Linked DNA regions of Mus musculus: region 1 is linked to region 2. Evidence: chromatin contacts called from public HiChIP or PLAC-seq data. All regions are on one chromosome and are shown on one strand. Each heading gives the region's core, a stretch centred on a gene start, on an enhancer-like site or on the middle of the called end of the contact. The rest is flanking DNA. Distances are from core to core; before and after follow the strand shown. Region 1 overlaps Dmc1 (DNA meiotic recombinase 1). Region 2 overlaps Gm10863 (predicted gene 10863).

Region 1 (3,015 bases), core at 119-2,618, 370 kb after region 2:
TGGTGGTTGGTGATGAAGGAAAGGACTCAACCCAAAGCCTTGTGCATGCAAGGTGTGCTGGCTTGACATGAGCTAAAGTCATCTGAGAAGAAGGATCCCCAATAAGAAAATGCTTTCATAAGATCAAGTGTACACTGGATGTGGTGGTGCACACTTTAAACACCAGAACTTGGGAGGCAGAGACAGGCAGATCTGAGTGCAGGGTCAGCCTGGTCTTCAAAGTGAGTTCCAGTAGTACTTGTTGTTATTGTTAAGTAACATATCTTTTCTGTCTGCTCCCAAAATATGCACACATTAAAATAGTTTCCCCCCTCATCTTTTGAAATTGGAATTCTTGTTTGGTGGGGTGGGGTGGAGTAGGGTAGGGAGAGGTTCAACCACATATTGAGGCTGGCTTCATAGAAAGCACAGGAAGGTGGAACAGGGGGCGGTATGTCAGGGTCACATGAGAATTACGTAAGATTATACAGAAAAGCTTCTGGGGCATGGTGAGGAGTTAGTAAGTAGAAGATTTCTTCATTGAGGGGTGGGAGAATGAAGAGAAGAATGGGTTTCAAATAATCTAAACAATTTGCCTAAGGTCACTATGTTAGTGACCATAAACACATTACTTCCTCATTGAAGTTGACAATGTTAAGTCATAGGTTGACATGCTTAATCAGTAAGTGATACATCCACAAGGCTGCAAATATTCTGGATGGCTTTTTGTTTAAGAGTCACAGATACAACAGAGGTCTGTGGTGACATCATGGTCTCTTTCCAATGCTTATTGCCCTGGTGTGCAGCTCATCAGGCCCATCCTCTGATTTATATCTCTAGGCTCCCTGGGCTGGGTTGTTCCAACCCTGAAGTCTGAATCTGTAGCCCTATCTAGGAGTCTCTGCTCTGCGGTATCATACAGCAGCTCCTTGCCTCTATAATTTTGTTCTTTTTTAATACGATGTGCCATCAAGTATAATGCATGGGATACAAGCCTCAATTATTGTCAGTGTACTTGGGGATCCATACCAATTATAGTGATATTTCTCTGACAGGCTCCAGGCGAGCTGAGCTTGGAGTTTCTCAACACCAAGAAACAAAGATATTTCCTTTAGGGGAGGGTTTCTAATAGCATTGGAGAGCCGTTAGTTTAAAACTGTCCCCATTTTTCATCTAGATATGGTAATTTTGTGTTTTATATGAAGCATGTATTTAATCTGTACTGTTATAATTTAATATACAACAGAACATACTAATCACAGTGATCCTTGTTTCCTTACTGCTCAGCTAGGTGGAAAAGACTTCTCACAGCAGATGTACACTGCAAAAATCCTAGGCTTGGTTCCCTTGGCAGGCTCTCTCTCTGCTCAGCTCTCTTCACTGTAGACTGTGCTGTCTCCCTCTCCAGTTAGTTCCTTTCTAGCGCCTCACAAGTCTCCCTTCACTGTCTCATCTGAGGAATCTCAATATGATTTTACTCTTTTTGAAACTTTTTACAAATACAAGAGAAAAGAACCTCTATCTGACCTAATTTCTTTTGCCTTGTAACTCAAGAGTGACAGTTGGGCCTCCTCAGTGCTCCCTCCCCACACCTGAAGAGAGAACAGTGCTCTTTAACTTGTACTGTTTTATCTGAATGCAACCCACTTCCTCCCTCTGAGCCAATGAGTCATTTTCTCTTTTTAAAGTGAGCCTTTAAAATCTTCCATTTCTCGTTAGTTTAAAATTAATCTCTTTGTGAAGTACTTCATGTCCTGTATACAAAAGACACTCCATAGAGAAAAGATTGCTTTAAGCCTCCAGGGACTACACTACAGATGATGTGATAGGGGACATACCAAGACGTTAAAGTACTGAGTTAAATAGCTAAACAAATACCATTTATCTTTCTCTTTTATCGAGACAAAGGTTTTTGTTTTTTTAGTTTGCTAATGAATTCGCAGACTCTCGTTACCTAGTAGGTTTTCAGTAATATTTGAACTAATGAATAGTTAGTTTTCTCCTCAATCTTTTTTTTTTTTAAAGCAAGGAGATGAACCTAAGGCTTTCCACATTGCTAACCACACATCCTACCAATAAGCTACTCTTAGTTCCCTCACTATTTTAACTTTCTTTTGACTATTTACATAGTTCGTTTTGCTCCACATTAGTTTTTTTCCCCTTTAGCTAAGTAGAGAATACTCATAAAAAGAATTGAAGGGTGAAAGATAAATCGAAATGCAAAAGATGCAGCAGTGTGCAAAGGTAAAATTTTAAATGACTGAAGATGGCTGGAGAGACAGCTTAGTGATGAAGACCATTGGCTGCTTTTGCAGAAGACCCGAATTTGGTTCCCAGCACTCACATGGTGGCATACAACTACCTGCAACTCCAGTTCCAGGGGATCTGGTGCTGTCTTCTGGCTCCACCTGGCACCATCTGGCCCCAAGGATACATGTGCTGCACATACTTACATGCAGGCACTCAAATATACACATTAAATAAAAATAAATGGATAAATAAATAAATGCCTAAAGAGAGGCACATTCATTTCAACACAACTTAGAGAAGTTTGCACTAATGTTATTAAGTATCTGCTAGTATATACGTTTATGTCTCATTTATATACACATAATAGAAGAATTCCCTTGGTTTAAAGTAAAATCACTTTGTCTTGCAACATTGGAGTAGTGGTGAATTTAGTTAAGAATTATTGACAGTTGCTAAAATAAATGGCGAAAGCTGATTGCAAAACATGTAATCACATTGTGTGAGCATCACAAACAGATTACTAAATTCCGAGGAGGTGTTTTTGTGGCTTTACTAATGAAGAACTCTTACAAACAACATTTCTCTCAAACAGTAGTTGGCTGAAATTTTTTAATGGTCCTGGGTGTGAGAATTCTGTATGTGTGCGGGTGACTCTCACAGGCTCTTTTTTCTTTTTAAAGAATTATTTTACCCCATAGGTGGAACAACAATATGAACTAACCAGTACCCCGGAGCTCTTGTCTCTAGCTGCATATGTATCAAAAGATGGCCTAGTCGGCCATCACT
Region 2 (3,257 bases), core at 113-2,612:
CCAACTCCTCACCCCCACGGCTGGTCACCAGCCACACGGCTTTTCCCCTAAGCCATTGTTCATACCCACCAACCCCTTCTGAGGGCCTTGGATCCCTCTTTCTCGGACTCTGTTTGGTCTGAAATCTGGGTGTTTCTGTCCATTTTCTACATGGCCAGCCCCAGCAGCGCTCTAGGGGGTCTGTGCTGGGGCCCTCCAAAAACCGCACAGCAGTTCCCTGGTAAGAAGTGACTTAAAACCCAGGAGTGCCACCCCAAACTCTGAGCAAGAAGCCCTGCTGCACCCCAGAGGCTGGGGCTCAGGAGAGGTTAGGGACACTGTCTACTGTGATAAAATCTGGAGGAGGAGGGAGGAGGGGGAAGGGAAGGGAGGAGAGGAGTCAGAAGCCCTAAGGAGTGTGTGCGGGGTAGCAAGCACACTGAGCTTTGACCTTTCAAGAATGTCCTTGAAAGCTCAATCCTGCCCACCATCATCCATTGCCATTACTCATGTCCTCTGCTCTTCTCCCTTGAGCCCTGCCCGTGGTCAGACACAGGGCAAGGACCCATTTAGGTGATGTCACGCACTAAATCTATCCACACTGTGCGCACACACCAGGGGCAGCAGGTGCCACTCTGGAATCTGGTCCTTGGCAGAGACCAGTGGAGCTGGGCATTGAAGAATGAGCAAGATTCCGTCTTGAGCCAGAATTGGGCAGGGGAAGGGCATTGGGTTAGCAGGGGCTTGAAAACGTTTATGGGTGGTTAAGCTGGGAGAGGTGTGGTGGCCAGACTGGGACACAGTGAAGCAAGACTGAGAAGGGCTTGTGAACTAAGGGGCCTCTGAATAGAGATGTACGGTCTCAGGGACCCTTCTTGGCATCCGTAATTCCTGTCTTCTAAATGGGATCTGGGCAGGCAACAGGGTGCCAGCTCAGTACTTGCTATTCTGCACAGGGCCACAGATAAAAGGGACATGGCCAGGGTGGTTGTCTGTCTCTGGAAGAAGCCAGGTAGGGTATTTCCATGAGTCTAGAGGGGTGAGTAAGGTAAGCGGCTGAAGCTGGGTACCCCAAGTTCCTTTGGGGAGGGCGTGTTGGGTGATAAGACTAGTTGCTAGGAATTCTGGGAAAGAGCCACATTGCCCACGGGGCCTCGCCAAAGCAAACCAAAGTCGTGCTGGCTCTGCCTTCCTGTGCTGGGGGGCGGGGGGGGGTGTAAAGAGGGGAGGGTGTCTGGCCCTGGGGAACGGGAGGAACCGAGTGGCGGATTTATGTTTCCACTTGATTTCCTCGGTTGTTTTCTAAACGTAGCGGTATCCTGAGGGGCGGGGTGGAGGCGGAGAAGCCACCGGAAGGCGCCATAGCCCCACTGCTGCCTGCCCCACTTCTGCCTGCCTCCCCATGTGACTTGGCTGACGACAGCACTCCGTGGAAGGGCCTAGAGGCTTCCGTCCTGGGCTGCTGGACAAGTGGGTGACGTTGATCAAGGCACTGGGCTCACACGGGCCGCGCCCCGCGTGATCTGTTGTCTCCAGGCAGACTGCCTCACTTGGGGCGATTCTTTGATCCCGTGAGTTAAGAATGACCATGGTGGTGGCTGACTCCGGGTCTCAGGGTCATCCTGGGGGCCAGGTACCTAAACAGGACGGGGGTGTACATTGCTTCCTCTGTCTCTCCAGCTTCCTGGTCCTTCTTCAGCTGTGCCTCAAGCATTTCTCGGCCTCCTGATTGTGGGTCCACCATTCTGGGTCTTGCTCCATTCCAGCTGGGGTCTTTCTTGCCTTCTTGGGTTCCATTTGTGCCACTGCCTCACCGGTGGCTTTGCCTTTTCCACTCCTCCCTGCCTCTCCTACCTCCCCTCTCTCCTCAGGATCACACACACACACACACACACACACACACACACACACACACACACAAGGTTGGTAGGAGACGAGGGCCTGGGCCGGGTTGGGTAGTGGAGGCAGGGAAGGGCTCAAGGAGGCTGGCCTCTCTCCCAATCCTATTTACAATCTCCATTCTTACAGCAGCTGCGAAGCCTGGGACATTGCTCTGAGACTCAGTTTCTCCCTCTGAAAAGTGAGAATAATAATAGTTCCTTCCCTTTAGGATGGAAGCCTGGCCTGTAAGAGTTTTTGATAGTGAATCAGGATAAATCACAGAAACTCGTGTCTCATAACCCCAGGGAAGCAGAGGCTGCAGGCAAGCAGAGCTTTAACAAAATATATTTAAAAAAAAAAAAAAGCCACACTTCTCTATTATTTATTTATTTACTTATTTACTTATTGAGACACAGCCTGACTGAAGTTTCTAATTAATTACTTAAATCTTTTTTTTTTTTTTGCAGTGCTTCCTATATGGCAAGCCAGGGACTGAAACTTACGATTTGACTGGACAATCTATAAGGTACCATAATACAGTCTCCACTTGACTGATGAGAAAATAAAGACCTGGCAAGTCCAGGGCTTGCTCAAAGGAGTGTTTTCCATTCGAATGTAAACAAGAGTCTCACTGCCAGGTCCTCCCTCTTCTGCCACTGTGAGTCCTCACCTCCCTCCCTAATCTCTGACACCCCCCCCCCCCCCACCAGCCTTCCTGTGTGCTGCTGCTATTCTGTCTCCATCTCTCAGGGCATCCAGCTCAGGCCAATGGCAGGAGTCCACCTGCTGGATTGCTGTCTGAATTGTGCACATGCCCAGACCCCTTCCGCTGATTGCATCCACAGGCTTCCTTGCTCTGGCCTTTTGCCTTGACACCATCCTAAGAGCTTGGAGGGCTCCCCACAGATAGACAGGGATGCCAAGACCTGGGCCTGCCCAAGGGCCCACAGCACGTCCCCTCCCCAGCACCTATGACTTCAGGGCCCCTGACTCATGGTAGGGGCCTTGCATTTTGCTGATAATGCCCAGTCCTGATTCCCCCACAGCTGTGCTGGCCCAGACGATCACTGCATAACTCTGGCTTTCCCAGCTGAGTGACCTCCCTCTGCCCTCTGAGGAATGAATTCACATTCTCTCCCTTCCTCCCTCTCTCTCCCTCTTTCTCTCTCTGAGACAGGGTCTCAAATCCATGAAGCCCTGGCTGTCCTGGAACTTACTGGGCTGGCCTCGAACTCAGATCCACCTGCTTCTGCCTCCCAAGGGCTGGGATTAAAGGCGTGCGCCACCACTGCCCGGCTGAACTCTCTTTTTTAATGTACCCGAAAATCCACTGAGTGGGCTTCACAGAGGAAAGTGAAGCCTCTGGAGGCACCAGCGGCCAGCCTGAGATAGATCGG

What was found. HiChIP or PLAC-seq counts read pairs in DNA pulled down with a chosen protein or histone mark.
Region 1: an H3K4me3 HiChIP or PLAC-seq map of bone marrow-derived macrophages shows a contact between it and region 2, with 5 times the contacts expected there. The contact joins two enhancer-like sites. A contact is called at or near these places in 3 of 484 Hi-C or Micro-C datasets (the C10 cell line, bone marrow-derived macrophages and nephron progenitors), 3 of 115 datasets of contacts at active chromatin or transcription factors (astrocytes, bone marrow-derived macrophages and embryonic stem cells) and 1 of 9 other capture datasets (pancreatic islet).

Annotation. Positions count from the first base shown.
Region 1 is chr15:79,576,378-79,579,392 of GRCm38.p6, forward strand. All of the region lies in intron 12 of Dmc1 (DNA meiotic recombinase 1), which reads right to left. Among named protein-coding and RNA genes, the nearest start is that of Dmc1, 27 kb to the right of the region's middle. Within about 2 kb of position 1,369, at least 44 of the 459 cell types and tissues checked have an H3K27ac peak or open chromatin away from gene starts, as enhancers often do. A contact at or near this core is called in bone marrow-derived macrophages, where this site is marked.
Region 2 is chr15:79,207,864-79,211,120 of GRCm38.p6, forward strand. Gm10863 (predicted gene 10863) reads left to right here. Exons shown (of 5, transcript NR_029470.1): 3 at 2,090-2,182; 4 at 2,328-2,386. Among named protein-coding and RNA genes, the nearest start is that of Gm52189, 15 kb to the right of the region's middle. Within about 2 kb of position 1,363, at least 116 of the 459 cell types and tissues checked have an H3K27ac peak or open chromatin away from gene starts, as enhancers often do. A contact at or near this core is called in bone marrow-derived macrophages, where this site is marked.